Regions from separate parts of the Columba livia genome. Here region 2 is linked to region 1. A link is a contact called in public Hi-C data. All regions are on one chromosome and are shown on one strand. Each heading gives the region's core, a stretch centred on a gene start, on an enhancer-like site or on the middle of the called end of the contact. The rest is flanking DNA. Distances are from core to core; before and after follow the strand shown. Region 1 has its middle 17 kb from the start of LTBP2. Region 2 holds the start of SYNDIG1L (synapse differentiation inducing 1 like).

Region 1 (5,519 bases), core at 1,198-3,697:
GATTTTTCTTGTTGTTGTTTTTTTGTTTTTAATTGAATGCTTGAGAAACTCTAATCTCTGCTCTTCAGAGCATGAAACTTGATTGTAGGGCGGAGGTGTTACTGCATGAATGTGTTCATTTTTAGACCTAATTTGCTATAACTTTTTTTTTTTTTGTAGTGAAACAAAACAGCTGTAGCTGAAGTTCACCCAAAATTCCTGATCAGTCTTTTCCAGCTACCCTTCTGCAGGGATGGCATGCTGCAAAGTATGTTGAGGCATGGGCAATTGCACGTGGTGTTGGAAGCGGGGAGTGAGGCCAAGAGCCAAACCTCTCGGCCTTGGTATAAAGCTGCAATGAATACAAATGAAGGAAGCAGAGCTTTTGCACCATATGAGGGATGGAGAAACTGAAATTGGCCTAAGGCTGCTCCAGAGCTTTCTCTGAGGCATGTGAAGGCTAGAGTGATTTGGGGTGATTTTGCAGCTGAGTGACTTTGCAGTGGTCAAAAGCAAACTCTTCTCTCCCTCTCGAGGCAATTCTCTGGTAAGTTGCGAGAAGTATCTTGGCCTGTACCCACCCCTTAATTTGGGGATTTGTGCTAACATAATTCTGAAGGCCTGTAAACCCATGCAATTTCGTGCATAATCTTGGAGATCTCATCTCTTACAGAAGGAACAGCTGCTTGCAGCTCTCTTGTGCTTCGGTAACTGAAGTGTGAGGTTACCTTGAGATGAGATAGTGCTGCTTATTGCAGTGGGTGAAGAAACACAAGGAAATACAAACGAAACCAGCTCCAAGGGGTTCAGATTTGTCTGGGTAAGTGGTTTGCTGTGTAGAGGCTAGCTCAGATTTGCAGAGATCTTTATTGCTGGTGTGGGACAGACTCAGATTCCTACTTAAGGAAAACTGGCAGCCCCTTCTCCTGGTCTGTGCCCAGAGCAGTCGGCAGAAGTACACAGCCTTCCCTCTCCGGGGCTCCTTTATATTGGAAACAACAGGCAATACACTGGTAGCAATTGTAGTCATTGTTGAAACTAAAAATTATAGTATAAAAATGTCATGTTGCTATCTTCTGTAAGACACTGGACTGTTGTTTTTGTGCTGCGTGTCCTCACCCATTAAGAGCATCTCACTGACTGCTGTCACTTATGCTGACCAGTGTTGTCTTGTCTCCTTCTGCTTGTTCTCTTCCTGTTCATCTTCTGTCCTTTCTTACCATCTCATTCCCCATCCCACAGAGCATACAGTCTCTCTGTGTCTGGATGTTGTGTAGCTTCTTGGACAATGGGTCCCTGTTTCAAGATGGGGGCTCCTAGTGCCACACAGTATCGCTATTAAAAATCAAGGGCCTAGTTGTGGGTAGCCCGGAGGCTGTCACATTGGAGGGCTGAACAGATGCTGGCTGTTCTGGTAATGAATCTTCTCCCCTTTAGAAGACTTTCATGACATCTGCCCTGGTGCCTGGGGCTGCCATGCTCCCTGACTCGGCTCCATGCTCGCAAGCCGTGCTGCCCAGCCGCCTGCCGAGCAGAGCCATGCTGGCCGGGCTTGGGGTGCTCTGGGGGATGTGGGGCTCAGGGGTGCTCAAGGTGCCTCGGTGCAGGGACGGGTAGCGATGTGGCAGCCCTGTGCTGTCGACAGAAGGTGGCTGTGGCTGGTTGGCCACCAGAGGGGGACCGATAGTCAACTTGAGCTGGTCAGGTTTGAGAGTGGCCAGCTTCAGCTCTGTTGAAACCCTGCAGTTTGAGTTACTGTTGTCTGGGGGTTTTGTTGTTGTTGCTCAGTAGATCTCTTAATCTAGCAAATGAGTTGTCTGGCAGATTCTCTTGCTGTGCTTCTAATCACCAAACGGAAGCATATGAGAAGTGAATGAGCGTCCAGGGAGCATCCCCTGGTCCTGCACAAGTCCCTGCTACACCACTCCCCCTTGTCCTTTTGTTTTCCAACAGGCAATACATTTAAAATGCGTGAAAGGAAGCTGGATTTTCATATGTATTATTAACCTGAAGCACTGTCTCTCAGGAGACTAAGGACAAATCGCTTAGTTAGAATAATGTGCATAACATGAACAAACAACAGCAATAACACTAACCAGATTAGATGTGTTCCCTCAGGCTTTGAGACACAGACTAGTCATCAGTTTGCAAGGGGAGAAGGAGTTTTAATGCATGGACCAGAAAGCAGAATTGAGCTGTTGCACGGAGAGCTGATGTTCTCTTTTTAGGGCTCATTATAACTAAATGGATTTTTTTATTATTAACTGCAGGCACCACTAGACTTTCCAGGGAACCTGGGGCAATGGAAGTTGTCATGAGCTTGGATGAGCTGCAGTAGGTGACTGGAGCAGTGCAACAGCTCCAGGGGCAGGAGAGAAAAAAGGAGCCTGCTACCATCCTCAGGGGGCAACTGTCCTGCAGTGGCTCCTGCACAGGCGGTGCCTGCCTTGGACACTCTGCCTCAGGCTGGTTTTGAGTGGAGGTGGCTTGGCACAGCTGACCTCTCACTTTGCAGTTAGCAGTGTCAGCAGCCTGTGGGAAGTGGCTTTAGAAGGTGCTCTGGGAATATCTTTCCGAAAGATGGCTCTGCCGTGCCTCAGCCCCTCTGGTTCCTACTCCTGAGCAGGGCTGAGCTGCAATTTAAGTGGGAAGTGGCAGGGTTTCAGAGAAGCCACATACCAAACACATTAGTGAGGTGAAAGGCACTTGGTACTGCTGAGCCAGCTCAGGCCTGAGGCTCTGACCTTGAGGGATCTGCTCCCCAGCAGTGTAGGGAGCAGAGGGGAAGGCACCAGGTCCAACAGCAGGGGAGCAAGGTGGTAAAGACTCATGGGACTGGTGGTGTTGGACCCAAGAGGCATCTTTAGATTCTAGTGCAGACATGCTCATGGATCAGAAAGCATCCCTGGCTGCATTTCTCAGTAGGATCCCTGCTCCTCAAGCACTTGGTTCAGCACTGCAGGTTAAGGATTGTGTGAAGAAGTAGCCTGTGGAGACTGATAGAGGACCAGAGTCTGATATGAGGTTGTGGTGTTGAATTAGAAGTTTACAGAAGGCTGAAGGGTGCTGAGGAAACACAGATCCTCCTGATCCCTTGTCCTGTCAAGCAAGGTCAAAGCGACAGCCAGCAGGGATTGAAAGGCAACAAGCACGTGGCTAACCAAAGCTGTCTGCTCCACAGATGGACTGAGGAAAGCACCCTCCTAAGGGTGGATAAAAGTGTGACATGGATGTGGATAATGAAAACATCCATGGTTAAATAATATTTAAACCAAACAAAGCTTCCTGCTTTGGGGACAAAACCTGCCTGTGACAGACAGGAGTTAGAAAGGAGTTTTCTTTCTGCTTCTCTTGAAGCCACGCGCTGTCCTGTGGAGGATCCTGGCCTGGAGGAGTGTTTGGCAGCCAGTGGCCCTAGGCAGGAAAGCAGAATCTGCTTTAATCCTGTCATAGATGTCATGCTAATTAGGGTTGAGCCAATTTAATACTTGAAAAAGGAACAGGCAGATCCTTCACAGAACTGGGTGTTAACGGCTTTCCAGAAATCCTCTCCCACCTCGGGGAGGGCCACCTTCAGTGTCCTGCTGTGCCTGTCAAAGGGGCTGCACAGAGAAGGGCCTCTCCCTCATGCCCTGTGGTCCCAGGGCAGCACCTACCGTGTTCCCAGTAGGCCTATCAATGGAAAGACCTGCCAAATATGGTGAGAAGCCTTTGACATATTTCCAGAACATCTAGGTGTCTGCTGTTAGCCAAATTTCAGTAGTGGTGTTCTGTTCCCTGGATAGTTTATTTCCTTTATACTCCTTTCTGAGCTGTTGGGTGGATGTGAGGTGATGACAAAGCCTGAGCCTGGAAAGGAGCTGTGTTGGAGTGCTGGGTCAGGGAGCCCCACACTTGTGTTCTTACATGTCCCAGAGCTGGCAGAACTGACAGCAGGGAGAGTGTGCACTGCTCTGCGAGGCCAGCATCTGCCCCGTATGCTTCTCGAGCCTTTAAACCCCGGTTATAGACACAAGAGCACCTTTCTTCCTCCATGGCCCCAGCCTAGCACAAGTTTAATTTAGGAGGGTTGTCTCCTGAAGCCCATCCTTAGTGAGCACCGTGAAGAGGTGGATGCAGCTGTGGTTTCTTCTCTGCCTCCTTACCTTCAGCCCTTTCCCTGCATCTCTTCCCCTGCCTTGTTCTCTTCCACTATTGCTCATTCTTTGCTCTGTTTGCCAATGTGGCAGAGGAGAAGACAAAGTGCTCTTATGCATTCTGTCTTTGCCTTCTCCAGAAACCTGCACAGGGAGATCTCCCTCCCCAGTTTTCTCTGGCTGCCTTTTGCCTTTCTAATCAGTCATGGTAATTTACCCTGGCACTGTTTGGCAGGGGCTGTACCTTGGCATCATGAGCAGCCAGCGTCAGCTGTCAGCCTCTGAGCCATGAGCCTAATGCAACAGAACAGATGTAGGTATTTTTTCCAAGTTTTCCCTGGGCAGCAGGATTAAAGTCTCTGTTCTCAGCTGGGGTCCCCGGTGTAGTCACTTTCCTCTGTGTTACACAACACCCTATTAAGAAGAACAGCACAAACATGTTCATTGGGATCCCTTCCCCCAGCCCTAGAAGGTCAAGGAACAAAGGCAAGGAAGGTTTCCAAAGACTGAGGAGCTGCCTGTTTGGTCCAGGAACCCCAAGATAATCCTGCCCAGGCGTCCTCCTGTGAAAGGCCCTGCCGCCCTCCATCCTTGTGGTGCCAGGGAACATGGGTAAAAGATCAGTGGGGTCAGGTTCTTAAATCCGTCCGGCTTTGTGCAAACCTGAATGGATACCAATGAGGGGAGAAACTACTGTGGCAGCATCACCATCAGGCCTGGTGCCTGTGCCTGGCCTGCTGAGCCAGAGGCTTCTGAGCGTGTGTGGGTGCATGAGCAAATGTGCAAACAACAGGGAGCGATGAGAAACCCTCAGGGGTGTCTTGGTGCTAGCAAAGGAGACAGGGTTATGGTGTCATCCGTGGTCTTCTTGCTTGAGTTCAAAGGTGTCATGCTCTGAGAAGACTCTGGTGTTTTCTGATGGCTGCAATGGTACTGAGGGAGCTTGCTGGAAGCAGGGAGGCTGTGTGTTCTCCTCAGCCCCTCTGAAGTGGTTGGCTGCAGAGAAGGGACCGTGGGCACCCTTGGCAGGCAGGAGAGAGCTTCATCAGCAGACCAAAGGAAGCAGTTGAGTCCATGTGAACACACGTGAGGATCTGCTGCCTCTGTTCACCTGTTACTTGCCTTAGTGACAAAAGACCATAAATGATCAAGGGAGTTAATTAGGTCCACAGCAGGCCAGGTTTGGAGGCCTGGAGGGCTGAGAAGTCTGGAGCAGGTTCAAAGGCACAGGAGGAGAAGGCGGCCCTGGAGCTCTGTGTATCAAACAAAAGTGCTGCTGGTTCTCCCTCTCTGGAAGCACTGTGAAAATCTTTCTCTGACCAGAAGGACAGTCCCCAGGAGGGGGTGGGACCAGCTCCTGGCAGCATCTGTTAGTTCAGGCCTCTGCTGAAGGATTTAAACAGC
Region 2 (5,639 bases), core at 2,562-5,061, 130 kb after region 1:
TTACCCCTCTATGAAAGCAATCTGACAGCATTTGGGTTTTTTTTTTCCTCACCACTGTACATTAACCAGATGGTTTTCGCTCTATTGTCCACAGATACACCCACATATTTTTTTTCCCTTCATGCTTCCAGTTAATTTAGAAATCACTAGTAATTATGAAGAGTTGAAGTTGTTCTTCCCAATAAGCTTTAACTTCTCCTTGTCCACGCTTAATTTCTTCTCCCGTCACGCTGCCCAATTAATTAGCTTTGGCTGATCCCTCTGAAGCTCCTCTCTCATCTTTATATTTTACTAATCTGATAATTTTTAATAGCTGAAAATATAAGTTTAATCTGTTCAGTGCTCCCCCCCAGTCATCATAATAGGTACTCCAAATCCCCCTACTGATTTTGCTGGCACAAGGAGTGATGAGTGCCTCTGACAAGTAGGTCTTGCCTGGTGTCCTCTGGTCCCACCGATGCAGCCACCTAAGCAGCAACGTCCAGTGCCTTGAGTGTGATTTGTTTCCCTTTCATTGTCTCCGCTCTCTGTTTCTGCTACTTTGAGGATGTTCTGCAGCCGAGTCCTCACCTTCACAGAAGGCTTCCAATTATTGGGGGTTTTAGTAGTTTCTCCCCCTTTCTGGCACAAAATCTTTAATCTCAGCTCTCCGCGTGCGACTATTTGGCAGGAGTTCAAGCTTTCAGTCTCGAGTGAGCTGGGGTTTTTTTTTTGGCCATCAATAAAATAATGTTACCAAATTTGCTGTGGCATATTTATCTGTTGCTATGTCTGTAGTTAGATGAAGCATGTGAAGCTCAGGGCATATTGTCAGGGAGGTTTTTAATGTTTGAAAGAACGTAAGCAAAAACAAAAGCCCACCCTCATGTGTGAGGCAGCCCTGAAACGCAAGCACAGCCTTTTTCTCACATAGTTTATGTCTATGACAACATTTTTTCAAATTATTTTTTGAAGAGGTGTATTATTTAGTTGATATAGCATGTCCAATGTGATAGTGCATCAGCTAATATTTAATGTAATAAGATCTCATTTCCTTCTGCTGGATGGGCTCTTGCCAGCAATCTCCCTTGCATCTGAGAGCAAAGGGCCCTTTGATATCCACTTTCTTTTCATTCATCCCAGTGGATGCATAAATACAACAAGAAGTTTCTGCAGAGCAGGAGGGTTTGTGAATTTTGCTCCATTCCCTTTGGAGTCTGTCCCTTTTCCTCCCCTGGGTAGGAAAGATTCTGAGTGGCAGCTTATCCTCAGGTGGTTCATCTCTGACTGACTCTAGGTCACACAGCCCTTTTGCCTCGTGTCACCTCCCAGGGACACTGCCCTTTTCTAATCTGGACTGCTGTCATTATAAAAGCAAAGCCTGAAACCACATTGCCTAGGCTAGTTTTTGCCATACCTCCACAAGCACTACCATGTACATATAATATCTGTGCACGCATACATTTCTCTCAGAGCTGCCCGAGGTTGGAGAGATTTTGATTTGGGATGCTAATGTTGCCTTATCATTGTTAAAGCAGGAGAAACAGTGCTGCAGTTCTGCCACTAAGCAGTATATCTGTAAAAGTTGGTGAGAGCTAATCCCCCACCCCACCGAGCAATCACAGCGCCTGTATGTTAATTCAGGGATGTGTGCAGCCCCGGTGAAGGACAGAGCAGCTGCCCTGGGCTGACAAAAGCCACTGGCGGCGGCTGTGCAGGGGACGGCTGTGGTGGAGGTGACAATGCACACTGCAGTGGCAGCACTGCCTTGTCAGCCATCCTTCCTGCTTGCCTTCTGCCAGGTGACTTGGCACCTCAGCACCTTGGCATGATGTAGAGCTGAGGTAGGTCTCTGGGTCTTAGCAAGCCGTGGATGAGGGTGCTTCATCCAGCCATGGAGTTTTTCTTTCAGACTTCCCCATGGCATGGAGAAAAGGGGTTTCAAGCCCACATCTCTTCTGCCTGCCTTCACAGCCCCTCTGGCCTTGCCAAAAGGCTGTCCATGTGATGAGGCCCTCTTTGTTTGCTTTTAATTAGTGTGTGCTGGATGGATGGATGGGGCTGCACAGAGTCTGATAACTGAGGCAAACAGCAGGGCAGGGAAAGTGGGGTCCTGGGGACGTGAGGAGGACCCTTAGGGTGACTCTCAACCAGGTAAGGCAATTGTCACCAAACCTCCTTGTTCCCAGCCACGCAACAGCACATCGCACTGCCTCCCACTGCTTCCTCCGCTTCCTCACAGGGCTGCAGCTCACCCTGATCTCACAGAGGACTGGGGACCTGAGCTCTGCTTGCAAACACCTCCGTGTTTAGGGGCACGCATGGCCAGGGCTTTGCTTCACACCCACTGAGAGTTTGGCTGAGTCAGAGTCACTGAAGAAGCCATTGTGAGGGGCCTGCTCTGTCCCTCTTCCCCAAGGAGAGGCATTTCCTGCCAAGGCCATTCCCAAAGGATGCCTCTAACCTGAACTGACAGACCTCAGACGACAGAGATGCCAAATCTTTGCCGCATCCCAAGCCCTTTGTTGTCTGTCCCACTCCCTAGGGATTGTGGATGGATTATTCCCTTCTCAGTGCCCCCGCAAGCTATGCTGGCTGGGTCTGGCTGGCAGGGACACCTTTTCCCTGGGCGTCACTCTGTTCATAGCAGCAACTCTGCGCTCCAGCTGACATCCCGGAAGACAACCTGCCAGCTGAGCCCCCCAGCCCGGAGCTGGCATTTTGGGTTCATGTACTTCCCAGACCCGCTGGAAGATGCTGACAGCAGGACATACAGATCACCCCCAGGGAGGGAAAGCTGGACACCTATCACTGCTTCTTCAGGGAACACAGGCCCTTCGGTCCCAACATTAACCCATGTAATCCAGCCAGCTCCTCCAGTTTTGCAAAAGGATCTGGCAGCTGCTACTGGCAAGACATGTACCTCTCTAGAAGCTGGAGCAGAGGGGAAGCTGACCTGCCATCTCCTCCCTTAGCCAGAGTCCCAGCCCCTCTGGGAATGGGACCTCAGTACCCACCTACCCTGGCACATAACCCATCACCTGTCAATTCAGCACCTGGAAGAAGTTAGGGGATGTTGGAGACAAGCTCAGGCCTCCAGAAAGGCACTTTGTCCTGAGAAGCCACAGGGTGGCCCCAAGGGGGCCCCAGTGCAGGCTGTGAGGGGCAACCACTGGGTAGGTAGTGTGAGTGGTGGGCACGGTTGGCTGTGGGTCACACCAGCGTCTGCATGGCATGGTCCACTCCCGGGCAGAGTGGCACTGGGGACAGGCGAGGGCAGGCAGCTCTGCCCACGTGTGAGCAGAGATCCCCCTGGCTGGACCAGGCTTCAGCTGCATGCACATCTGACAGCATTCGCCCTGGTGCTGGGTGCTCCTGAGCTGGGGGAGCCACTGGGGAGGCACCTGGGGAGTTTAGGAGCAAATTAAAACAGAGCGAAGGACTTGGAGAGCTGCCAGAGTGTGGGGGAGCAGCACGGGCTCCCCGGGGCATTGCCAGGGTCAGGGGAGGGGGTGTGGGAAGCATGGGCTGTGGGGGCTGCGGTGTTGACTCCTGCTGTGCTGGAGCAAACTGGGATTAACTCCACTAACCAGAGTGGTGCCCAGGTGTGTGTGAGGTAAATCAACATCCCACACAGGTCCTTCTGGAGCAAGGCAGACAAACACCTGGCTGAGCCAACAAACAAGCTGCCTACCCCAGGGATGCAGCCCCCAGGTTAAGCTGCCTGACCCCTCAGCACCAGCTCTGGCAGTGAGAAATCCCATTTATCCTTTTCCTTTAAACTCCGCTTGCTGGCACTGGGTCATTCCCTTGCCGGGGGAGTGGGAAGGGCTGTGCCCTGGGAAATGCAGTGAGCAGAAGAGAGAGAGAGTTTCTTTCTTCTTATCTAAACCAGCAGGGAAAGATATCACATCAGGAGGACGCAGTAGAAGAGGAGCGGTTGCAATGCACAGCTCTCATTAGTGAGCCTTAGGACCTGGTGGTGCCACAGCCAGCGTGCGAGAGCATGCAAGCGAGAGAGTGAGCAAACGGGGGTCTCTGGACACGAACGTGAAGTACGGTTTTGCTGCAGCTAGAGGGCTTTGCTGCTGCTGCACAGCCCCGCGCACTGCCTGGTGCTCTGCTGCACACCCCAGCGCTGGCTGGGGCTCCGCCACGCCGCTCCCACCGCTCCCCACAGCCCACGGCTGGGCCCGCCGCAGAGCTGCTGGACGCCAGCCCACCCGGGTGACAGGCCGCGGCATCCCCGCAGCCGAGCTGCTGCTGGCCGCGGTCATGCCTGCCGCCAGCGCTCCACTTCTGCCGCCGATGCTACAACTTGGTGGGTGAGCCCTTCCTCCACATGCAGGTAAGGAACTGTTCTCGGATGGGCACATCACTGCTTGGAGCCAAGTGGGTGGCTTTCCTGGGGGGTCATGGTGCTCATCCCCCGTGTCGCCAGGCTGTTCCCATGGGGCAGCAGCAGGACCCCAGGAGAAGCCAGCCTGGCACCAAGCTCAGGTTGGCCCATGGGGGTTGGAAAATATGTGGGGGGCTGTAAAGCTGAAAGGCTGCACCCTGGAGAAACCAGGACAAAATTACCTGATCTGAGGCTCTGGGGTGGGTGAAATGTAAGGATTTCAGCAAAAGTTTTGGAGGCCAGATATGTCAGAGCAACTGCAATGGCACCTTGGACCCAGACAGCCATCAGGGCTCCCTCCCTGGGAGGCAGGTCAGCCCCTGGCTGAAGTTTGGGGGTGGTTTTCCTTCTGCTGAGAAGCTTCAGCAGCCGGTGGGAGCCACCCTGCCACTGGCCACCCCAGGGTGCGTCCCTGGGATGCACCTGGGCAGGGGAACAGTCCAGGGACCTCAATCGAGAGGGCCACTTTCAGTGCCATGAACTGTGGCAAGGAAACGACTTGCCTCAACAGCATAATCTCCCCATAGCCCTGTGGATGCCCTCTCAGATTGAATCTGGGGAAAGAGCCACACGTTCAGGAGTTTCAAAGGGAAACGCTTTCTGTCTCTGTCCGGCACCTGTTTATAATTCCTTCTCCGAAGCTGCTGCAGGTTTCACAAAAGCCATGCTGCTGTCCCCAAACCCACTTTACCGGGCTGTCTGCTTTGCTTCTGAAAAAAATAAATTCCCTTTTACATGAGCTCAGGATCTGCCACCAGTAGAAACCTTTTTCCCAGGAGGAAGGTAGCGCTATATAAATACCAGGGATAACCAGAGGAGCAGGGTCTGAGCCTGCCTGTAATGCACCAGGAAAAAAAAGCCTTGGTCCCCAGGGGATAATAGCTGGTTACTTTGTAGGCTGTCAGGAAAAGGAATTACCCAAGCCAAAATGTAGTGACTGCATTTCTCCAGCAAAAGTTTCTTGTGTAATGAAAATGGCTGTCAGAGCTAAAGCTTCGGGGAGCTGAATCCGCTTCACTTTGGCTCCCTGAACCACCATCAGAGGCAGGTAATAAACACCATTATTAAAGAATGAGTAATTTGCTGCAGCTCCAGCACACTGAATTTTTGCAGCAGATCCGGGCTTTTGCATGGTACCCAACCCCTCCCAGACCTCAGCCTGGCCTGCAGACGTCGCCATTGCTTGTGGAGAGGCAACCAAGCACTTGGCAAAACCTTGTCCACTAAAATCCTCCTTTGCCACTAGCAAGCTCGGCAGAAC

Evidence for each region. A called contact is a pair of places that touch in the nucleus more often than the background predicts.
Region 2: a contact with region 1 is called in a Hi-C map of liver, with 2.4 times the contacts expected there. The contact joins the promoter of SYNDIG1L here to the enhancer-like site in region 1. A contact is called at or near these places in 2 of 2 Hi-C or Micro-C datasets (crop and liver).

The regions. Positions count from the first base shown.
Region 1 is chr5:25,616,859-25,622,377 of bColLiv1.pat.W.v2, forward strand. No RefSeq gene overlaps it. Among named protein-coding and RNA genes, the nearest start is that of LTBP2, 17 kb to the right of the region's middle. Within about 2 kb of position 2,448, at least 1 of the 3 cell types and tissues checked has an H3K27ac peak away from gene starts, as active enhancers do.
Region 2 is chr5:25,750,292-25,755,930 of bColLiv1.pat.W.v2, forward strand. SYNDIG1L (synapse differentiation inducing 1 like) reads left to right here and starts at 3,812. Exons shown (of 4, transcript XM_005502335.4): 1 at 3,812-4,327.